3 separate regions of the Mus musculus genome follow, and regions 1 and 3 are each linked to region 2. The links are chromatin contacts, called in public Micro-C and promoter capture Hi-C maps. All regions are on one chromosome and are shown on one strand. Each heading gives the region's core, a stretch centred on a gene start, on an enhancer-like site or on the middle of the called end of the contact. The rest is flanking DNA. Distances are from core to core; before and after follow the strand shown. Region 1 has its middle 28 kb from the start of 7530416G11Rik. Region 2 holds the start of Fbln1 (fibulin 1). Region 3 holds the start of D130051D11Rik (a long non-coding RNA gene).

Region 1 (3,160 bases), core at 132-2,631, 320 kb after region 2:
CAAGGCTCTCAGGCCTAGAGTGGGGCTAGATAAAAGGACCACTGTAAACTGTAAAGTTCTATGGGCACACATTCCAACGTCTAATCTTCCAGGCAGCCCCACTGCTGCCCTGAGCCTCAGAGTGAATGTATCTCACTCTGACACAACCCCAGGTGGAATCTCTCTACCATGACCTCAGCCTAGAGAAGCGGAAGGGGGAAACTGAGGCAAACCGGGGCCAGTGTCACATAGCCAGCTGACATGAAACCTGACTCAGACAGTGCTCCATCCAACCCAGAGGCCCCTACTGCAAACCATCTCTAAGGCCAAGTCGGGTCCTCTGCCTGCAGGTCCCAGCGGTTGAAGGTCAGGTGCCTCCAGGTCCCAGGCCTCTCTCTGAGCAAGATGGAGGCCCTCACCCTGGCTCTTCTCCATCCCCGGAACTTGATACATACACACATCTGACGGACAGCTGAGGAGCCAGCCTAAGCCAGGTTTACCATCAGCTTCCTCTGACCTTGTCCTCTCTGGGACTCTTCCAGGACCTGCCTACAGGGCTCTAGGAAATTGTTCTGCCTGAAAAATATGCATGGAATCCCGCTGTATCCCCTGTGGCTGCACCACACCTGAGCCACAGTGCTGACTCTACTCTCCCCCCTGCTGTCTAACCACCCCCTTATACCTCTCCTGAAAAGCTGAAAGGCCCCAACAGCTCACTCTCTTCCCCTTAAAGCCCAGACACTAGGAGAAAAGGCCAAGGTGAAACTTCCTGTCATCTAACTGCATAGCTGCCAGTCCCCTTCCCCAGGTATGCAGGGTCCCTCTGCCGGTGTTCCATCTGCCCCTCCCCCCATATCTCCTCCAAGCATGTACTCAGCCACAGGCTTGCACCCTGTCTCCAGCCCTCCCAGCTCTACATAGCCATCAGCCCCTAGGCTACTGGCAACGCTGACCTACCCTGGCTGCCTTCCCCCACCCCTCATGCTACCTGAGCTTTCTGAGTCTCCATAACACTGTCCTAGCTGCACCTTGACTCTCCATGGGATCATGGATAAGGCGGAGGCAAGGAGTTTCTGTTGCCTAGCAACCTGTGGGGTCAGGGCCAGGAGTCATGGTCAGACTGATCTCCCCAGAGTCTGTCTCCCTAACCTAGAAAATGAAGCATCCAGCCCCTTTCTGCCACAGGAATGAGACTGCTAACACCTTGGGCCTGAGCACACACCCTCATAGGACTTCAGAACATCTCTCCCCTTCTCTGGTGATCTAACTATGCTTGGATTCCTCTAGTGACAAGGAGTGTGCTCCTTCAGGCTCAGAAGACCTGGTATGGCCTGAGGTCATCGCCAGTCCCTGACTAGATCTCCTGGTCCATCCCTAAGTCCCCAAGATGAGAAGCACCTACAGCCCCTGATGTCACTATCGTTCCCCATAGAATGGGACTTTAACATGGGACAGTACCACTCCCTGCAGAGGTATGCCCTGTCTCCATGATGTCCCAGTGACTCAGCTGTCCTTGTGGCTGCCATTCCTTCCACAGTATTTGTCCCTGAGATGGAATCAATCCCTTTTGTCCAAGAACTAGGGAGGGGACGTGGGAGTGGGTCACCCCTTCTGTGTCAGGCCGTTGGTGGGCTGGCAGGTCCCAATGCATCCTTCAGCTTGGTTGACAATGAGTTCAACGCCTTTGATGGTGGCCTTGTTGGTGTAAAGGGGAAGATGGGGCAGTGCTCCACCAAGTTCAGATAATCCTCCCTAGGTTAATGAGATACTCAGGGTAAGCAAAGTCCCCCTTGGGCAGGGAAAACTGAGACCCAAGGAGCACTTTCAGTGTGGAGCACTGTCAGAACACTCCAGCCCAGCCTTCAGCCCTCGGGCCCTCACCCTGGTAGACTGGTGGCTCTTGGACTGTAGATACCATTCTCTGTTAACAGTGGCACCTTATGGGCAGCTTGGGGTTACAGGACAGTGAGAAACTAGCCCTTTGTCCAAAGGGTCTCCAAATTGCAAGCTACCTGGGAATGCAGCGATGGGGCTCAAAAAGCTAGGTTCCTTTTTACACTTATGGAACTTTCTAGAAAGTCATCAGCTCAGAGTAGCTCTCTCACTCTCCAAATTCCACCCCACCCCCACTCCACTGACTCTCAGTTTACCTCAGCTCCTCAGGCCTTCCTTCTCCCTTCTCCCTTCCCCCTTTCTTCTCTCTTCGAGCTTGTGATTAAGCCTCAGCCTTTGGAAGCCATTGCAGAGCATTCTCAGCTCCATGCCCCGTTCTCCTTGCTGCTCTGGGAGGCTCCCCACTCTGCTGGCCTTTCCCCAGCCTGAGGCTCTCTGAGTTTTGGAAAAGGCCCATCTCAGACTCAGCTCCGAGCTCTCACCGTGGTCCATTCTAGCTCTGGCACCAGAGACCTTGTAAGACCTGAGACAGTATGGATGCTGTGTCCCACAGAAAAAGCTGGAGCCCGGGAAGGGCCGCAGGCGGGGCTCCTAGCCTGCACTGTGGTAGTGGTGTGAGGCTAGCATAGCTTGAGGGGAGATGGGAACTGGGCCCCAGACAGCTCAGGCCAAGGGCTTCCAAAGGTTCAGCTATGACTCTTTACAGAGCTCATCAAGAAAAATCAGGGTCCTTAAAGCCACCCTTGGGCCTCAGGTGAGCAGGCTGGCCATCCAGGAGGGATCAGCTGTCTAGGAAGGCCATCTGTTTCTGGCCCCTGGAGAAAAGCCAGCCCTGCTGCCCTCCTGCTGAGCCTCCTGTAGGTGGAGTGAGAGATCACTCAATCCCCTACCTGCAGCCTTCTTCAAAGGCCGCAAGCACTGGGCTCCAGTGGGTCTCACTAAGGTAAAGGCCCAACGAAAGAGGATACTAGGCAGCCTCCCCAACATGCACCCCTTGTGTCCCGAGGTGGGAGTAGGGCAGTCTACAGCTTAGCCCCTCACCAGTGTCTTCTTCAGACATCCTGCCTCTTAGGCTCTTTCCTGGCCATTGCTGTAGCACCAAACCTATGGCTCCCCAGGACCCTGGACTTGAGTTCTGTCCTGGAATACCCAGTTCAGTGGCCCTCAGTCACAGGGTCCTTCAAGTTCAAGGACCTGATAAACAAACAGGTCCAGTCCCAGTTGTAGACAAAGGAAAAGGAGAGAGGTATAGGTTCGAAGGTCCCCACTGGCATCAACTGTGGCCCTG
Region 2 (3,380 bases), core at 396-2,895:
TCACACAACCTACTCATTCTTTTTTTCTTAAAAAGATTCATTTATTTCGTGTATATGATTACACTGTAGCTGTCTTCAGACACAACAGAAGAGGACATCAGATCCCATTACCATGTGGTTAATGGGAACTGAACTCAGGACCTCTGGAAGTGCAAGCAGCCAGTGCTCTTAACCGCTGAGCCATCTCTCGGGGCCCCAGCCTGCTCACTCTTGTACTCACTATGTAGCTGAGGGGATGGCCGTAAGCTTCTGAGCCTCGGGCTCTCATCTCTTGACTGCTGGAATGATAGCTTTTGCCAGGACACCTGCTTTATGTGCGGTTGGGGATCTGACTCGGTGCTTTGCACATGCTCAGAGAGCATTCTACAACCTGGATTGCGCTTGAGCTGTGCCTCACTTCTGGGAGGCCTCCTGAACTGAACTCAGTCAGCAGGCTCTTCCTCCAGCCTCCCTGGTCTCTCTGCAAACCTCTGGCTTCTCGCATCTTTTGAAAGGAGGTTTCACTTAAAGATAGCTAAACACAGTGGTGCACGCCTGTAGACTGAGCTACTTAGGAGGAGCTACCTAGGAGGAAGTGGGGGGTCACTGGAGTCCAGGAGGTCAAGGCTAGCCTGGGCAACAGAGCATGATGCCCCCTTCTCGAATTAAAACAGAAGGGCATATTTCGTAAATGAACACCCTGGTAAGTTTCCACACGCTGACTATGTTAAGGGACCTACTCCTCAGCTGCTGCCGCTGCCTCTACTCTGCCCAGGAACACCAGTCTCCTAACCTCTGACCCGCTCTGTCCTTTCTACAAGGAGACCTACACAGCCAAAGTTCATCTGTGGTTGGTCCCACTCTGCACCTTCCGAGTTTAAGGTCCTAGTGTGTGATTACGCCCCTGAGTATTCATTCACTGTGGAGGATGTTGGATGACTCCCACTGGACATTATGGACGGTCTATCTAGCGCTAGTCTGTTTGCAGATATGCACAATTATTCCAGCGGAGCCTAATCCCTGCGTTTGAATTGCTTGTCCCACGCAATCAGCTAACTGGGGTCCTATGGTCCTCCAAATTTACCTGTAGTGGGTTTGTTTTTACTTTAATCTTGTTGTTTGTATTTCCGGACAGTGTTTGTCTGTGTATCCCTGGCTGTCCTGGAACTCGATCTACAGAACTAGCTCAGGAGATTTTCCTGCCTCTGCCTTTGGAGTGTTGGGCGTGTGCCATCACATCCAGTTGAAAGTCTAAATTTTTTTGCATTTATTTATATTACATGAATGCTGGAAATTTGAGCTCAGGTCCTCTTGTCTTCACAGCAAGTGTCTTATCCACTGAGCCATCGAGCGAGCCATTTTCCCAGCTTTTAAAAAAAAAATTTTATTGTTCTTTTTTTTTTTTTTAAATAAATCAGAGAGTCCTCTAAACTGTCTGGCGGCTGCCAGGGAGTCTACACAAGCAGGCTTCTGCTGGTCTAGCCTACGGCTGCCCGCTATCCTGACAATTTAGGTTAGACACTTTTCACGTGACTTTCTGCCTGTAGGTGGGTGGCACGTCTCTGAGCTTTGCGCTCTGCCTGCATCCCCGCAGGAGAGTCTGGGTGGCGGCGTGCTCCAGCTGCGCAGTGCTGAAGGGAGGGTCCCCGCGGGCCCCGCCCCCGCCGCGCCTCCTCCGGGCGGGATAATTGAACGCGGCGCGCAGGAGCCTCGCGTTGGCTGCCCAGGCCTGGCTCGAGCGTGTAGCCGCTGCCCGCCGTGCCTTTGTCCGCCGCCGGAGCCCGCCAGCCCCATGGAGCGCCCCGTGCCGTCGCGCCTCGTCCCGCTGCCGCTGCTGCTGCTCAGCAGCCTCTCGCTGCTGGCAGCCCGAGGTAGGGGAGCCCCGGGCCCACGGCCCCGCACTAGGTCCCCACCCAGGCCCCAAGCTCCCTGGAAGTTTGCAGCCCCCGATGCTCCGGAGCGCGCGCTGCACCCAGGGGTCATCGCACGGTCCCCAGAGCTGCGTGGAATCCAGGCCCACGACCCCCCCCCCCCAATACTTCCGGCTCGGCTCCAATGCCCTCCTCACTAGGGGGACTTGCTTTAAATCTTTAACCTTCCAAACAGATCCTCCTGCGGGTTCACGAAGCCGGGTCCTCTGTTGGTGAAGGCAGATCGCCTGCTGGGCCGTGGGGGTGGGAAGTGCTCTGTACTGGAAGTAACTTTAGTGCATCTTTTAAACCGCCTCCAACCCCTACCCTCGGGGGTGGGGGTGGGAGGTGGGTGCGGGAGGAACTACTGCACCCATTTTGCCCCTGAACAAACTGAGACAGGAAGACAGAGATGGGGGCAGAAAGAAAACAGAAAATAGAGAAACATCCCAGAGGTTTGGGAGCTGGCCACCTCTTCCCTGCTGGTTCACCGTAGTAGCAGATTAGTGGCCCAGAATCACGTCCCCAGTACAGGAAACTTAGAATGGAGTAGGGTCCACCTAGGCTGTACTTTTCTCAGTCCAAAAGCTGCAAGGCCTGACGCAAGCACTTTACCTGTCTATCAGAGAAGCAATGGGGTTGTAAATCTATGACCTTTAACCTCTTGTGATTAAGGGGTTCTCAGAGCCAAGCCTGGCCCTCCTGGAGTCTTTGTTTCTGCAGGGGGCCCTAGATCCACACCACCTTCTTGATCTCTTATTCTTTATTCCTGGGTTAGCTTAGTTTCTTTTGAACTCTCTGACCCTTTTAGTCAAAAGGTCACTGGTTGTGATAACTAACGACTGGGAGGAGTCTTAGAGAGAGGCAGAGGGGAGGGAGAAGGGGCTGGCTGGTCCTGAATCCTGGAGGAGTTCTGGCTGTTCCGGGCACTGGCTACAGCCTTGGCACATCTTGGGTCACTTCTCAGTGTAGGAGACAGGGTGGGTAGGCTCATAGGCCTGAGTTGGTGCCAAGAGCTTTGCAGCCCCTCAGAGTTCAGGGAGGCTTCTTGGAGCAGATTGTGTGCTTGGACCAGAGATGGTGAGGTGGGTCTGTGGGCCAAAGAAGGCATTTGAATCCCTGCCAGGGAGAGTGAAAACCAGAGAGGACTTTTAATAAGGGAGGAGGCACACCCGTTGCAAATGGCAGGGACCTCTGATACCCCCATATTGCTGCAGAAAGGAGACAGGTGGAAAGATGTGGTACTCAGAGTCGTGTCTCCTAGAGTCACTCAGGCCCATTTTGTGGCTTGTAGGGGAAGCTGCCTTGAGTTTGGTTAGTTCAGTTTGGTATGATCTTAGAAAAGGGTTTGAAGCTGCTTGGTCCCTTCCTGCAGCCTGTAGCAAGGCCAGGAGACCCTGATCTCAGGCCCCAGAGAGCTGTGGGGTGGGCGAGAAAGCTGACATCTAAAAAGGACCTTAGGGAAGCCAGCCCAGCAGAGTACCCTGTTGG
Region 3 (3,347 bases), core at 80-2,579, 430 kb after region 2:
TTTTAGTTCTTTATGTAATCTGGACACTAGGTATCTATTTTTTGGCTACAAGTGATTTATCACTTGTTGAAACATTGTTACCTTTTAAATGTAGAAAACTCAAAAGAGGGCCGAGCTTGGTGGCTCAAGCCTTTAATCCCAGCACTCCGGAGGCAGAGGCAGGCAGATTTCTGAGTTCGAGGCCAGCCTGGTCTACAAAGTGAGTTCCAGGACAGTCAGGGCTATATAGAGAAACCCTGTCTCGAAAAAACAAACAACAAAAACAAACAAAAAACAATAACAAAAACAAAAGAGAGAAAGAAAGAAAGAAAGGAAAACTCAAAAGAGATGGAAACAAGACGGCCTATGAGAGTTAAATAACAAAGGGGTTTCCCATCTAGGGCTGTGTGGGGCCACAAATAGGGCTATGGTCAGACCCTCACAGCAACACCAGCCACAAAAAGACAAAGGGCAAGGTAGTACTGTATAGTATTGTCCCTATTTCTGTTTCAAATATACATAGAATTATAAAAATAGAAACGTCAAAATGTTAACACTAGTGATCTTAAATAATCAGAGTGTTTATTTGTTTTTGTTGTTGTTTTTTGTGTTGTTGTTGTTGGTGTTTTTGAGATATAGCCCTGACTGTCCTGGAACTTGCTCTGTAGTCCAGGCTGGTCTCAAGAGCAGAGATTCACCTGCCTCTACCTCCCAAGTGCTGGGATTAAAGGAGTGTGCCACTACCTGGCATATTGATCAGGTTTTTAAAAATTCTTGTCAACTTTCTAAATTTTCTCCAGTAACGTATGATTTTTGAGTTGGAAAATTATAAAGTTTTTGTTTGTTTGTTTGTTTGATACTAGAATGGAAGCCAAGGTCTCCTGTCTGCTAGGAAAGGACTCTACCAACTGAGGTACACCCTTAGATCAAGAACTGGGTATTTTTAAGGTATTCTCAAGTGTTACTGCAATTTTGCAAGACTCTTTACATCACGTACACAGCCTCAAAAAAGGAAAAATCTCACGAGGAGCTTGAGGGTTACCCGTTTTCTTCCTCCTTGCCAAGATTTACAAACTCCAAGGGCAGGAAAGCTTTCAGAACAGAAAAGTCTGACTAAAACGAAAATCTGATTCAAGTGAAATGCAGCCCTAAGGTTCACAGTGACAGGCTGAGAGCCCGCCCTGAGTCTGCGCAAACTCATTTAGGCCGCGCGCAGAGGCTCCGCCTCCCGCCTGCCCGCACTAAGGTTGGGCGTGCCCGGCGCCAGGTCCCGCCCACATACCTAGGCCCCGCCCCACACGCAGGCCTCGCCCCGGAGCCGCAGCCTGCTAGGCCGTAAATTTGCATTCAGAGCTGGCCGACCCAGGGCCCGCCCACTCTGTGCTTCACTCCGCCCGCACCGCCCGCGACCCCGGAAGTCGGAGATGGTGGCCCAGTGGCTCCACCTCCAGCTGGGCAAGGCTCCGCCTCTAGACAGGGCCCCGCCTCTCAGCTGCGAACCGCGGCCTCCAAGTATGCCGCACCCTGGACTTCATTTCCGGCGCAGGCTACTTAGAAGTCACGCCCCCAGACTCGAGAGGCCCCGCCCTACGTCTACCGCGAGTCTGCTTCCGGGGTGGAGCGTGAGAGTTGTGTGTTATTTTAAGGGCTGTGGGCGCCGTGGGCGCACTTCTGCCTTTTCTGCTCCCTCTGTACCCCCTCAAGGTGTGAGCGTGGAGCTTTCTAGGTCCCTAGAGGGGGCAGGCCACGGCACCGTCTTGGCGGCGGAGTCCTGGCACCGGGAACCCGAGGCCCCTCCTACTTTAGACTGTAGCCTCCCTCTGTACCAGGAGCGACGTGGCCCTGCCGGGTGCTCAGCCCTATCCAAGAAATGCAGAGCCCAGGCTAGCCCCGCAGTGTGAACGCCCCTTTTGGAGGTCTGCAGGCCCAGAGACGAGAGCGCCTATTTGTTGACAGCCACTTTTCAGGAAGGCCCGCACATGCTTCTGATGTGCTGTCGCAGGGCTCCTAGCCACTGTGGCCAGCACTGTCCCTCCACAGAGAGACAAGTCCTTCCACACCCTGGTTCTGATTCTCTGGTTTAATCTGTTCTGCTCAGCTGGAGCACATAGTTCCTTTCCGTGGTCACCTCTCGTCGCCAGCACTGCCCCGTTCATCATTCTTTATTCCTAGCCAGAAGACTTTAAGCATCCTGGAGGTGCCTGATGTCCCCACCCCAACTTGTTCACCGAGACCATCAAATAAAGGTTCTTTAACCTTTAATAATGGCTCATACAGAGGACCCACTGTGGCTTAAAACATCATGGGGTTGCTTAATCTACTAAATGTCCTGGCTTATCAACTCAGCACACTGGAGCATGTGGTTTCCCCTGGTGATGGCCAGCGTTGAGAAAGGGTGCTTATATCGCATTATCACCAGCATGGAAGAGATCAAACTCAAAATCCCAAGTAGTGTTTCTGCTGATGCCTGTCGCTTCTGCACCATTACAAGATCAACCCCCAAATGAAACATTGTAGATTGTGCATCATTTGTGCGCTGTCTTTCTTTGTACCGGAGTCAGGAGTGGGTTGCAGAAGATGGTCTCTATGATGCCTTTGAAGAACATGGAAAAGTAGGTGATTTCCAAGCATCTGGTTTGTTGGACCAAGCCTGCCAAGCCACTCTCAGGGACAGAATGTGTATGAAAGAGACCACCCAGTGTTCTCATATATAATTTTGAAGAAACCAGCCTTGTGCACTGAGAGTGCCTCTCTCTTCTGCACCTACTGCTCTCCTTGGGATAGCCTAAGGTATCTTATTGGTTCCATAGTGTCTTTCCAGGTCTTATGTGGTGGCTGTTGGCAGCAGTGGGTACCTAGCCCTGGGCTTGAGGTTCTACCTCATTTGTTTGCAATAGTCCAGATTTTCTAGACTGAAATGTGCCTCAGAGAGGCAGCCTTACAGTGCTTTGGTTTTTTGGTTTTTTTTTTTTTTCTTTCTCCATATTAGAAGACAAAGCTTGGGAACTGGATGGGCACCTCTATAAAAAGAAAACACATGGTTTCCAAGAGAATGGCCTCTCTGGTTTTTGTTTTGTTTTGTTTTGTTTTTTTCCCACCAATTGTGGACAGAGGCACACTTCAGCCCAATAATTTCAAGTGAGTCGAGGAATCTCAACTCAGAGACCAGTGCCCCCCTTTTTATGGGAAAAAAAAAGAATAAATGTGTCTTGGGTGTGGTCCAAGGAATAAGGACTCTTGGAGCTGAACAGGACTTAGTAGGAGGGTCTAGACTACTTTTGTGCTCAGAAAATCATTCTGGGTTCCACCTAAGCCAGTATAGGGTGAGTATTTACTCCTCAGGGCATGCTAGCCACAATGCAGAGAGG

Evidence for each region. Promoter capture Hi-C pulls out the DNA fragments that hold promoters and counts their contacts. Hi-C and Micro-C count contacts between places; a contact is called where the count stands out from the background.
Region 1: a contact with region 2 is called in a Micro-C map of embryonic stem cells, with 1.8 times the contacts expected there. The contact joins the enhancer-like site here to the promoter of Fbln1 in region 2. A contact is called at or near these places in 1 of 484 Hi-C or Micro-C datasets (embryonic stem cells), 2 of 115 datasets of contacts at active chromatin or transcription factors (neural tube and pancreatic cancer cells) and 1 of 9 other capture datasets (liver).
Region 3: a promoter capture Hi-C map of hippocampal neurons shows a contact between it and region 2, with 3 times the contacts expected there. The contact joins the promoter of D130051D11Rik here to the promoter of Fbln1 in region 2. A contact is called at or near these places in 2 of 39 promoter capture datasets (cranial neural crest and hippocampal neurons).

What each region holds. Positions count from the first base shown.
Region 1 is chr15:85,529,535-85,532,694 of GRCm38.p6, forward strand. No RefSeq gene overlaps it. Among named protein-coding and RNA genes, the nearest start is that of 7530416G11Rik, 28 kb to the left of the region's middle. Within about 2 kb of position 1,382, at least 21 of the 459 cell types and tissues checked have an H3K27ac peak or open chromatin away from gene starts, as enhancers often do. A contact at or near this core is called in embryonic stem cells and pancreatic cancer cells, where this site is marked.
Region 2 is chr15:85,204,363-85,207,742 of GRCm38.p6, forward strand. Fbln1 (fibulin 1) reads left to right here and starts at 1,646. Exons shown (of 17, transcript NM_010180.2): 1 at 1,646-1,850. The coding sequence starts at 1,772.
Region 3 is chr15:85,633,267-85,636,613 of GRCm38.p6, forward strand. D130051D11Rik (a long non-coding RNA gene) reads left to right here and starts at 1,330. Exons shown (of 2, transcript XR_003951642.1): 1 at 1,330-2,769.